Regions from separate parts of the Sus scrofa genome. Here regions 1 and 2 are each linked to region 3. Evidence: chromatin contacts called from public HiChIP or PLAC-seq data. All regions are on one chromosome and are shown on one strand. The core of a region is the stretch at or near the end of the contact, and the rest is flanking DNA. Distances in the headings are between cores, read along the strand shown. Region 1 has its middle 240 kb from the start of SLC30A5. Region 2 has its middle 300 kb from the start of SLC30A5. Region 3 overlaps LOC102159645 (a long non-coding RNA gene).

Region 1 (4,282 bases), core at 252-2,751, 330 kb after region 3:
CATGGACACAAACAGATGATCTAAAGCACAATGAACACACAACTACAAACTTAGGGAGCCCTGTGAAAGCAAACCTTCATTCCTGTGGCCAGCTGCCTCTCACTGCTTCGCCTCCCATTCTTCTCACAAGGGTTCAATATATAGAAAGGCCTTCATGAAAGCTGGTCCTTCTACCTGCTGCGCTGTCCTTGCCCAGCCCTCAATGCACAAGGACAGGCTGTCCCCAACTCCTTTGTGTGTGTGCTACAGAGAATCCTTTTCTTTGGTTTGCTAAAATATAATTTCAGTAGTTTATCATGGAGCTTTATTTTTTTAAAACCACAGTGAGAGCAACCAGTCCTCTAAAGACCCCTGAAACCCTTATGTGTCCTTAATTGATCCACAGGTCTGAGTGCTGCCAGGCAGTCCACCTGGGTCAGCTGAAACACATCCACATGCGGCCCGCCTGCCCCAACCCAAGCCATGTGGTCAGCCAAGTCTGTCAGTGATACCCTCTGAGCCCAAGTGTTTGCAACTAATTGCCTGCAGGTCACAACCAGAGAGTACACATTTATCCCCACTACCAGAGAAAGCATTTAGTTTTAGTTTTCCATTACAGCCTTTACTGATAAATCTGTATGGACATATTAGCTACCAAAAGGTTCATCATCTCATTGTTTGCAAGAGCAATAAGTTGCAAACCATCTGAATTTCCAACAACAGCACACACAAAAATTAAAGTCCATCTATAGAATAGAATAGTATATAGCTCCTAAAAATGCTGTTTCATAGAAGGATCAATGGATAGGACAAGATGCTCAACACAGAATGCTTTCTAGAACGTAAGCTCCATGAAAGTAAGGGATTTGTGTTGTTCATCAGTGCACACCCAGTGCCTAGAACAAGACTAGGTACATGGTAGTCATTCTTTAGATATCTGTTTATTGAATCAATATAAGAAGCAGGTAAGGAGATGACAAAGAGTATGGTTCCATTTCTATAAAAAGACACACACACATACACAAAAGGATGTGGAAGGATATACAACCAAATGTCACTTGTAGCTTTCTCTGGAAGGGTGAGATTTTTATATTCTCATTTTCTCTCTATTTTTTTTCTGCTCATAGTTCAAGGTGCTATTCTAACAAGGGCCAAAACCAAAAGGAAATTATTGGGGGAACCCATTACAAACTCAGCTCTTCTTGCTCAAGTTCACCTATGAAACCACTGTCCCTTACTTGCCAGAATAGTATGACACTAAGCACAGTCTAAGTCCCTGTAGCTTATATCGAACTTGCCCCCTTGGCTTTAACCTCATGTCAGCCTGGGTTCCATGAAGGGCCCTCAGGCCCCAGCACTCTTGGCAGAGCCTCATCTATGTCTCCCATGACTAAGCTCTGTCAGTTTCCAATTCATCCCAAACAGGAAAAGGACATTTTACTCCTCTCTTCATATAAACAGACTGCCCACGTTTAGAGGGCATCCTCCCGTCCTTACTGCACCAAGCATGACAGTGTGAACACTTTTCACTCAGTTTCTCCAAGGGCAATTGAACAAGCACCTAAAGATGTCACCTGCCAGGGCCTCATCCTGTTAAATGATGACAGCCCTAGAGGAGAACAGGGCAAGCAAAAACACTAAAACTTTGTAAAATCAGCTTGCGTGAAGTTGCCCCCGTACCAGAGCTGGTGCATGTAATCCTCCCCTGGCTGAGCTAATTGGTTTAGATCACGGATGATTTTACAGCCCCAGAAACCATTCTCTGATTGCAAGAATGAGAGGTGCCAAATGATCTTAAACCACAGCACAGACGGGCCCAGTGCCACCAGAAGAATATTTGGGGAAAGAGCTATTTTAAACGAATGCTCCTGTGGGTATAAGGATACGTTTCTGTCTAGACGCCTGGTAACACCTGTTGCTCTCTCATCCTGCCCCCTGTCTACCTCCCCCCTTGACAGCAATGTAGCCAAGACAAACCATGGCCACCTGACAGAGCCCAGAGACGTGGCCACGTGAACAGCAGACCCTGGCAGCCCAGACATCGCATGCTCTGGCGCAACCTGTCAGACCAGACAGCTCTGCTGCCAGGTGTCAAGGAGCCACTGGAGGGCAGGGAACAGACCTGGAAGCCAAGACTTTAAATTTTCAGATGGCAAGAGAAAGGAGGCTTCTTCCTGAGTGAATTATGGCTTTGGTTCTGGTATGCAGATCAGCATCAAGCAAGTGGAAGGAGAGGAGGGCAGCACTCCTGTCCAATCCAATCCAGCCCTCTCTACCTAACTGTCCCCAGTAAGTTGTCTAGCCTATCCTTGAATCCATATGGTGACAGGAAATTCACTATCTCATGAAACAGCTCATTTTATTGAGAAGCAGTCTTCACTGTACTGAGCTGATCTATTCCTGTAAACTGTGCTCCCCTCGTTACACTTTAGAAAGCTACAAAGGAAGACAGGAGTTCCCATCATGGTACAGCAGAAACGAATCTGACCAGGAACCATGAGGTTGCGAGTTTGATCCCTGGCCTCACTCAGTATGTTAAGGATCCAGTGTTGCCATGAGCTGTGGTGTGGTTGCAGACATGGCTTGCATCTGGTGTTGCTTTGGCTGTGGCGTAGGCCAGCAGCTGTAGCTCCAATTAGCCCCCTAGCCTGGGGACCTCCATATGCCAAGAGTGCAGCCCTAAAAATCCAAAAAGAAAGTAAGTAAGTAAGAAAGAAAGAAAGAAAGAGAAAGAAGGGAGGGAGGGAAGGAAAGAAGGGAGGGAGGGAGGGAAGGAAGGAAGGAAGGAAGGAAGGAAAGTTACAAAGGAAGAGTCTCATATTTCTCTCATGTAATTCAAATCAACATAGTTTTCTGTGTTAACCACATAACATGCAGCTTAACACACAGGGGTAAGTGAGTGCTGGAACCCTGGGGGAATTTGCCAATTCTTGGCAGATTAGAGTCTGGGTTTTAATAAGACAAGAACCTGAGTTTTAGGGACAAGAGACTAAGCCTTGGCTTGGGCAAGGTTGGAGGTCAGATCTGAGACCACTGCATAAAGCTAGGATTCCCAAAGGACTGTCCTCAGAGGAAAGAAGAAACAGTATCACACCAAAAGTCTATAAGGATATTGTCTGATTCAGACACCTATAGTCACTTAATCTTAGACAAAGGAGGCAAGAGCATAAAATGGGGAAAAGACAGTCTTTTCAGCAAGTATTGCTGGGAACCTGGACAGCTGCATGCACATCAGTGACACTAGAACACACCCTCACACCATGCACAAGAATAAACTCAAAACAGCTGAAAAACTTAAATATAAGACAAGATACCATCAAACTCCCAAAAGAGAACATAGGCAAAACATTCTCTGACATCAACCTCATGAATATTTTCTCAGGTCATTCTCCTAAGGCAACAGAAATAAGAGCAAAAATAAACCAGTGGGACCTAATCAAACTGACAAGCTTTTGCACAGCAAAGGAAACCAAAAAGAAAACAAAAAGACAAATTACACAATGGGAGAAAATAGTTTCAAATGATGCAACTGACAAGGGCTTAATCTCTAAAATATATAAGCAACTTATATAACTCAACAGCAAAAAAGCCAACCACCCAATGGAAAAATGGGCAAAAGACCTGAATAGACATTTCTCCAAAGAAGATCAATGGATGGCCAACAATCACTTGAAAAAATGCTCAGCATCCTTGATTATTAGAGAAATGCAAATCAAAACTACCATGAGATACCACTTCACACCAGTCAGAATGCCCTTCATTAATAAGTCCACAAATAAAAAATGCTGGAGGGGGTGTGGAGAAAAGGGAATCCTCCTGCACTGTTTGTGGGAATGTAAGCTGGTACAACCACTATGGAGAACAGCATGATGGTACCTTAGAAAACTATACATAGAACTACCATATGACCCAGAAATCCCACTCTTAGGCATATATCCGGACAAAACTTTCCTTAAAAAAGACACATGCAGTCGCATGTTCATTGCAGCTCTATTCACAACAGCCAAGACATGGAAACAACCTAAATGTCCATCAACAGATGATTGGATTAGGAAGATGTGGTATATATACACAATGGAATACTACTCAGCCATAAAAAAACACAAACTAATGCCATTTGCAGCAACATGGATGGAACTAGAGACGCTCATACTGAGTGAAGTAAGTAAGTCAGAAAAAGAAAGACAAATACCATATGATATCACATATCTGGAATCTAATACATAGCACAAATGAACCTTCCCAAAGAAAAGAAAATCATAGACTTGGAGAATAGACTTGTGGTTGCCAAGGGGGGAAGGGG
Region 2 (4,459 bases), core at 760-3,259, 270 kb after region 3:
CAGTGCAAGATGGAAAACTCCCCTTAGCCCAACCACTGGGCAGAGTTTCAAGAAATAACGATCTATTTCTGTACTGGAAACATACAACATATAGAGCTACCTATATTGGGCCCCAGGCTACCATATTCTGTTGCCGTATGTTGCTGCTCTTCCCTGTGTGCATAATGCCAGGTAAGGGGCAGCAAAATAGCTTGGTGGACCTTTTCTCCCTCACTCGTAAGAGCACAACCCATCCTGAATGAGAATGATTACCTTTTAAATTAGACGTTAGTTTTATTCTAATCAAAGCTTGGGAAAGGATCAGAGGAAGTCTTCTCAGAAAAGGAGTCTGAAGGCAGATGTTGGCAGAATTCCAAACAGGCGTTTAAAAAATAATCTAACAACATGAATCTGTTCAGTAACCAAAAAGAAAATATATTGTATATTTAAGGCAGTGCAACAACGTTGCATAACTGGAGGGTAGTGGTGGGGGGAGGGCATCCACTTCATCATCTATGTGAATGGTGCCCCCTGGAGTTGTGCAACGCACAACCTGTGAAACCAAACCTAGACAGCCCTGATTCAGGGTACCTGAGACCAAAAAATGCCTATAATAATTTCCATACAGGTGTAGCAGCTTCAGGCTATGAAAAAATTTTAGTTATAGATTATTCTGTATAAAACTCTTAAGGCACACAGTAAAACCCAAATTTCCCACAGAATCATACCCTAAGTTTTAACCAGGGGGGACCTAGCAGGTCATCTAGCCATCCTCTCATTGCACAGATGAGGCAACTGAAGGCCAGAGACATAATGTGTCTTGCCCAAGATCAACAAGCCTACGCTAAAAAGGTGACAGACTCTCTGCCTCTGATAGAGAGCCAGAACAGACCACCTTTTTTTCTTTTTTTCTTTTTTTTTTTTTTTTTTTTTTTTTTAGGGCCACACCTACAGCTCATGGAGGTTCCCAGACTAGAGGTCAAATCCCAGCTACAGCTGCTGGCCTACACCACAGCCACAGCAACACAGGATCCGAACCACATCTGTGACCTACACCACAGCTCACCGCAACGCTGGATCCTTAACCCACTGAGGGAGGCCAGGGATCGAACCCGAATTTTCATGGATACTAGTCAGATTCTCTCCCCCTGAGCCATGACGGGAACTCCTAGAAGAAACCACTTTGCTGTGAATGGTATTCAGCCCACCTCAAACTGAGTCTTATTCATCATTATCATCATTTCACATTTATTAAGCACCTTCTAAATGCTAAGCCTTGAAAACACAAAAAGCATCCCTCCAAAGGTCCCAGACCATGGCTCAACAGTACGGCAGTTTTGCTTCAATTATACACAACTTTTAATCCAGGAATTGAGAACTTCGTTATATTTCCAGGCAAAAATGTAGCATACTCTTTCTCAAGCCATGAACGGTTATGGTCTACTGAACAAATCCTTATTTTGGCCATTTTTTTTAAATGTCTAATATCCCCATTGGAGTTGACTGACTTCTGTGAAGCCATTTCGGTTTATTGGTTAACTGTTCATTTATTTATATTTACAAGCCACATTATTTACGCAATAGATTTGGAGCCATTGTGAACTATTGGGGAATTATTAGCTATTTAAAATCGGACTATCCAAAGCATGAAAACTGATGGCCATTTATAAGGAGAATGGGAAATGTACGAGTTACTGAGGTCGGCCTTTAATTTAAATTTTATTTTTAACAGTCATTCTACTCTTTCTAACGGGAGTTTTATATGTATTTGAATGTGTTGGGGGAGAGTGAGGTGGGCAGAGAGAGAAGCCCTTCCACCAAAAACCAGTGCAATTAAAGTGCTTTATGGACAAACTCTCTGCCAAATTTCTCACTGAAATCAAAGACACCTTTGAGTTAGTTATACCAGAGCAGAGCCGAAAGCACCTGCAGTCACGTCTGTTTCTCATTTTGTACTCATGTAACTCAGATGCCCTGTGGATTAAGTGAAATGTGCTCCTGGGTTGAAATCGTGTACACCACGTGTCAGCTCAGTTTGAATTTGGAAACAGGAGCTCAGAAGGTGCCACTCAAACATGTGGCTCTGGTTTTCCCCCGAGTGTAACATGAACAAGGGAGTCATGTTATGGGCTCCTGTGTCTCCAGCTTCACTGTAAGTTAAGAGATATGGCAGGACCGTGTTTCCATTTAATGCTGCTCTCCCCCACGCCGTATCAGTTCCCACACAAATGTTCACGAGGGAAGGTCGTGGCATGGAATGAGGAGAGCTGGAAATGTACACGCTGACAGTTCCTGCCCAGTGCATGAATTTACAACCATGTCCTGACACAGAAAAGGGAAGCCAACCAGAATGCATGGTCCAGAATCCCCAGGGCACCGGCTAGAGGGCCCTCCCCTGTGAACATCTGTTTGTAGCCTGTATCAATGTAAAAAGGGTTCCAGAGCAGAAGAAACTGCACTGGGGTAAAATTAATACGCAGTACAAAACAGGTCTCTGAGGTTAAGGTGCCAGATCCCATTGTAACCCAAAGAGGCCTCTTTTAAATATTGGCCCTGACAACAGATTCTAGATCCTTTCTCTTTGATCACATTTTAGAATACCAGCTTCTTGTCTGCCTCTTCATCTGTCCAGTGACTTCAGCCAACACTTAGGGAGTATCTACTCCGTGCTCTCAAGCATCAACAGTCCATCCAACAGCCACGACTTCGCTTTCATGGAGTTTCCTTTCTAGTTGGGGAAGGAGAGGAACTGGCTTTGAACTAGCTCGGTGAAGGCGTGTTCCAGCTAAAGTCAAGTCTCCATGTGGCATTCCAGATTTACACAGGATAAATTGGGATGTGATAATTTGCTTCAAAAAAAGATTCAATATTTTACTAAAAAAAAAAATCGCAGAAGGATTCCCTTTAAATCTAAAATTCCCAACCACCCTCCCACATCCACCAAGTCATTTTATTTATTCAGAATTTTTTTAGGAATCTGTTAATTGTTAAAGTGTCCCTGTACCGTTCCGGAATACATCCCCTCATCGCCAGCATGCAGAAACATTCACTTTCATTGCATAAAACAAGTGCCGGAAGAAAGCATCACTTGTTCCAGAATAAAAAACAACCCACTCTGAAAAGACTGCTCAGCAGAGGCTACAGGCAGGCCTAGAAAGAAAGAAGCTTAGACTCCAGTACTGGTGGCTTCCCTGGAGCTTCTCTGTACCCCTTTATCTAAACACTAAGTCAAGGGCAAACAAAGAGAGTCTGGAGTTGAGGGGGATTTTTTTTCCAGTCTCTCTGGATTTTTCTCATTGACCTGAAAGAGGGTAAATGGAGAAACACTAGCCCCACTATTCTAGTTTTTTAAGTGAACCTGGTGAGGTGAACACATTTTTCTCTCCTGATATTTGCAACTACTTGGATACTTAAATGTCTGTTGCCAGAATCTCTCCTTACCAGCACCTACAATTTAGCCCATTAGCAATCAGTGAGAACAGTTTGTCCACCAAGTTTTGTCTGAGAAATAGAGAACTGCCACACGAAACGGAGACTTAAAGAAATGAGAATATCCTGAAGAGAGCATCCTAATGTTATAACTGCCCTCCTGTTATTTTCCCCACATTGGGGTTTTATTGATCAATGACCACATTTCCCCCTCAGGACCATTGTACTGCCAGGAAGCTTCCTGGTCCAGCGGCACAGTGGTTAGTTGGCATTAAAAAAAAAAAAAAAAAAAAAAAGTATTTTTTTAAAAAACACCAGCCCAAACCTCCCTTGTTTAGAAAAGCTGATGCCATATCATAGATTTCAGATCCGTGGATTGGAAAGCTATCCTATTTATCTAGGGGAAGCAAAAGTGAAGCCAGTTCTGGGTGTTTCCAGAAGCCCTTCATCTGCCCAAGAAGAATTCATATGGAAAGGCTTCATAGGAATTAGGAAAGTTTAGGAAATACAGATACAAAAGGGTATTCAGAAGTCAAACAAGCCATTCTTCCACTGAAGAGTTTTGTTTTAGATTAAAGATTCATGCTCAGCACAGTCAGTGTCTCTTAAATTAGCCAAGGAACAATCTTCATACGAAGAGAGAACTACACACACAAATAAAATGAAACTGGGGTGGGAAGAAATTAGGCATTGTGCTTGCTTTTCTTATTTTTTTTTTCCTGTCTGAGTATTAGATGAGTCCAATCAGACAATGGTCAAGGCCAAGTTTCCACATACGTGTCACAGCCCTAGCCCTTCAAGGTATCTCCTGGTCTTATGTGTTTGGGTTCCCATTGTGGCCAAGACCAGGTCCAACGCCCACACTGTGTTGCTTTTCCAGATAAAGACTGTGATTCCTCCAGAAGAGCCTGTGATAACTGCCATCTGACACTTGGGAGAACTGCACTTGACCTTCAGAGAAAGACCAGATCTTTTGGCTGCCACTTAGACATAGCATTCAGAGTTCATCTTTGGCTGTGACTTATAGTAAACAGCAACTAGGCAATCACTT
Region 3 (4,108 bases), core at 176-2,675:
CCCTTGCATTGTCCGTCAGCTTGAGCAATAAAATTACAGCCAGTACCCCCTGGGTTATGTCCTTACTGACAATGCAGATTCACAGAAAAGGAATTTAGGTTAAAAAAAAAGATGGTGTCTTAAATACTAGGACCACAATGCCAGAACAATCCTTGTTTGCCAAGTAGAAATTTATGTAATCATGAGACTAAAGACACTTCTTATTTCCAAAATGTTACTGCAACCAGCATAGTAATTCTTCCTAAGTAAGTGCCAAAATACTTTTCCCTGAGTCCTCCTAAGAGCTTTACGTTGATAGAAAATTATCCTCTTGAAATTATACAGTCAACTCCAGAACTCTAGCTGTGCAACGTGAGAAAGGAAGGCAGGAAGGAAACATTTCAACTGAGATGTACATTATGAGGGAGGAAAAGAAATAACATCCTGACCCATATATACAATTTTCTGGGCCATAAATGCTATTTGCTTAACAGAAACTTTAGAATCAAAAGCAATGATAGAAAATTATGATGTTTATCTGTCTGGAGGGATAAAGCTGGAGAGCTTGTCATATTTCTCACTCATACAGCTTGGGGCCAACAGACATGCTGTGACTGGATAATATCATGTACAATGACTGGAGGGAAATATATGAAAGCTGACCCAGTGTAGCCTATCCACTGTGGCATTTGGGTAACCGGTAACAGGCTGACAGATGAAAGATTACGTGACTGCCTCATACAACATGGCTTTCTTTATTAAAATACATGCCCAAATTATGTTTTTCAGGGGTTGTTGTTGTTTTGGTTTTTTGTTTTGTTTCGTTTTGTTTTGTTTTTTGCTTTTTACAGCTGCATGTATGGCATATGGAAGTTCCCAGGCTAGGGGTTGAATCAGAGCTGCAGCTGCTGGTCTACATCACAGCCACAGCAATGTGGGATCTGAGCCATGTCCGCAACCTACACAGATCACAGCAACACTGGATCCTTAATGCACTGAATGAGGACAGGGATTGATCCTGCATCCTCATGGATACTAGTTAGGTCTGTTACCACTGAGCCACAATGGGAACTCCCAAATTATGTGTTTTTTTAAACAAGTTTAAATTCCATGGGAGTCTATCTCTAAGTCACTGGACTCTTGTAAAGAAATGTCTGATCACTTAGTCCAAGGTCCTAGAATGGGATTCCAGACTCAGGCAAATGCTCTGGTCAGGGCCTGTGGATAGGTGACAGGTGGTGGATTTTTGCCTTTCAACACATAACCGTAACCCTATGCACTGTCTGAGTTTATTTTCATTCACACACACAAGGGCTTATTGTTTACAATAGGCTGTCCTCCAAACCCATTTCCAAGAAAAGATTCTCCATGTGTGTCACCCTGCATCACTTCCCAGGCTGCACAGCGACCATAAGGGCTCTAGGACCCAGGGCCAAGTGTCAAGTGCCAATAATGGGGCAGCTTAGGGAGTGGTGACATTTATGGTCCTTGTTACTATTTATATTAGTGTCCCGTCCAGACTAGTCTCAGATGCATCTTGGATGCATTACTCAAAATTTACAGGCTTACTTCTACTTTCTCACCTGGAATAAAAACTAACACACATTTCACCAAGCCACCTCTACTTGTTACAAAAGGAGAGAAGAAGAGAAGATTTTGTCTCACAGTCAGGTTCCTATCTCAAGGTGGGAAAACTTGGTAATTTATACTTAAAAGTAAACAAGCTATATCCACTGTCAGCCTATGAGGCGTATAAACATAAAATGGGCAATTTCTAATTTTATTCCTGGTACTGTGTTCATATTCGAGTCAAACTTGCCTTGCCTTTATTTTGAACTTGTGAGTGCAGGCCCCCACTTTCACCTGTGACCATGTAATTCCACTATGCTTTTCAGAAGGGTTAGCGTCAACCAAGGAACATGAATTTGAGCACAAACTCTAGCCATATGACTCCAACTAAAATGTGAGGCAAAGAACAGCTCTGAGATTCATGAACGTCAGTTTACTTTGGGGAGAATCTGGATAAAACTTGGTCTCAAAATAGCCTGGACAATTTTAGTTTTCTGACAGCATTTGGTGGTAAGCCTGTTAAAGAACACCATCTTGAAATTTCCCATTTATGTTCTGTAGATAGCAGATCATCTGGACACACTCAGAACTTCAGAAGCATTAATCACCAAGACACACCTGGCATGAAATAGAGATATGAAGAGAAAAAGATATAGAGTCTTAGATGGACCCCATTCTTATGTTTTCTACATGTATGCCAATTTGATGAGTTAACCACTTATTTCACTGACAAGCCATAGGTTCTCTAGGATGTAGGGGTTAAGACACAGATGCTGAAGTTACAAAGACTTGATTCTGAATCCCAGCTCTGCTATGTACTGGCTGTGTGAACCTGGACAGGTTCCTTAGCTTCTCCAAGCCTTAGCTTTCTAATGAGACAAAATGTGTTAGGACTGTCTTAGTATCTGCATATCTGGGGACTCTGCTCTTCCCTGTACCCTTTCCTTTTCAACGAGTATTAATAAGGATGACACGTGTGGAAGAGCTCAGCCTGTAGTCGGTTCTCACCAACTATTACTCTGTCTTTATGGCCCAATGATGTAAGACTGAAAATTACTGTTTTTTTATTACTGTTTGATAAAGGTCATTTAAATATTGCTACTTCTGATTCTAGTTATCAGGTCACTTTGAGGCATACAACTTTGTTCTGGGCTGCACTATATGAGAGGCTCAGTTGATGTGAGGCTAGTGTTTACCCAGTGTCCTTGTGGAAGAGTTCTAATAGGGTGTTTCCTGACTTGACAAAGTCTCAGTTTTTGACCGCTACTGGCAAGGGCATTCAATACACTAATGGACACTCCTTCAAGGTCAAATCCTGTATTTATAATGTGATTTGGGAGATTCTTTGGCAGTTGAAAAGAAACAAGACTCAAAGTCCTTATTTTAGGTACTCCTAGTTAGAACATCTGTGAAATACTGAAATGTTTTTAATTGAATGAATTTAGCAGGAAAAGTCACTGGGGTGGGACTTAAGGGGGAACTCACCATCAGGTCCATTGAGTGCCTTTAGTTCGAGAATAGGGTTAAGACTGTCCAAGAGGAGAGCTGGTCTGGCACTGATATTGTCCTTTCCTGACTCAGTCATCTTCATGCCATGGCTGTGCCCCATGGAATATAGCTGGGTATGTGAGAAAGCAGACTGAGCACAAAGACTTGCCTTGCTGAAATCCTTCTTGCCCTGGCCCTGTGGAACATGATACTCCAGGGAGGTGCACTCTGCCCAGCCAACCCCCCCCCTGCCCAGTCCCAGATGGCTGGTGGCAACAGCCTCTGTGCTTGTACTAGACTGATGGATTAATGCTTTCAGTAGGGACACAGCGAGAGCTGTCATCTTTTTCCGTGAGTAACTGTGTTATCCTATGTGGACCTGGGTTCTCAGTCTTCTCATGAGCAATGGCCAGAAAAGAAAGGATAGACTTCTCTTCTCAGTGAGAAGAGGGGATCAGAGTTATTATACATAGAAATTTCAAAGAAATTTGAGGTTATTTCATATATTAGTGATGCCTAGGTGCATCTGAGTTGGCAGTCTCGATAACATCGATTTCCAAGTCCCTCTGCAAATCCTTAAACAGAACAATTTGTGAAAATTGAAAATCGCCACGAGCTCACATCTTAGAACCAGTTATATCTCTTTCTCATACTGCTTTCCAGTCCAGATTTCCAAACGAGGATGGTACTAAAATGCAGGTCAGGATCACAAGTAGGTTAACATCATCTGAGCTGGACAATTCATTTCCCTTCAATGACTGTTTTCCAATGCCTTTCTCCCACTAGCCCGACCTTTGGCCAATCACAATTAATTATCAAAACTTGCATTATCCAAGATTGCTGGTCTTGGAGGCAGAAAGGGCATTTCATTGGAATGATCCTGTGTCTCAGCATTCTTAAAGAAAGATCCAAATGAGCTCATTCGAAATAAATGTGGTTGATATTCTTGTGATGGTACCATGAACAGGACAAAAACAAGGACCTTAATCCTAGCTTTGTTTAATATAGGCTCCAAGGCATCCACATTGGTTGTAGAGCAAATCTGTCAGGTTGTGTACAACTTTAAATAAAT

Evidence for each region. HiChIP or PLAC-seq counts read pairs in DNA pulled down with a chosen protein or histone mark.
Region 1: a contact with region 3 is called in an H3K27ac HiChIP or PLAC-seq map of skeletal muscle, with 6 times the contacts expected there. The contact joins two enhancer-like sites. A contact is called at or near these places in 1 of 47 Hi-C or Micro-C datasets (embryonic fibroblasts) and 1 of 2 datasets of contacts at active chromatin or transcription factors (skeletal muscle).
Region 2: a contact with region 3 is called in an H3K27ac HiChIP or PLAC-seq map of skeletal muscle, with 4 times the contacts expected there. The contact joins two enhancer-like sites. A contact is called at or near these places in 1 of 47 Hi-C or Micro-C datasets (fetal heart ventricle) and 1 of 2 datasets of contacts at active chromatin or transcription factors (skeletal muscle).

The regions. Positions count from the first base shown.
Region 1 is chr16:47,040,165-47,044,446 of Sscrofa11.1, forward strand. No RefSeq gene overlaps it. Among named protein-coding and RNA genes, the nearest start is that of SLC30A5, 240 kb to the right of the region's middle. Within about 2 kb of position 1,502, at least 3 of the 83 cell types and tissues checked have an H3K27ac peak or open chromatin away from gene starts, as enhancers often do. A contact at or near this core is called in skeletal muscle, where this site is marked.
Region 2 is chr16:46,977,907-46,982,365 of Sscrofa11.1, forward strand. No RefSeq gene overlaps it. Among named protein-coding and RNA genes, the nearest start is that of SLC30A5, 300 kb to the right of the region's middle. Within about 2 kb of position 2,010, at least 3 of the 83 cell types and tissues checked have an H3K27ac peak or open chromatin away from gene starts, as enhancers often do. A contact at or near this core is called in skeletal muscle, where this site is marked.
Region 3 is chr16:46,712,231-46,716,338 of Sscrofa11.1, forward strand. All of the region lies in intron 2 of LOC102159645 (a long non-coding RNA gene), which reads right to left. Among named protein-coding and RNA genes, the nearest start is that of PIK3R1, 280 kb to the left of the region's middle. Within about 2 kb of position 1,426, at least 1 of the 83 cell types and tissues checked has an H3K27ac peak or open chromatin away from gene starts, as enhancers often do. A contact at or near this core is called in skeletal muscle, where this site is marked.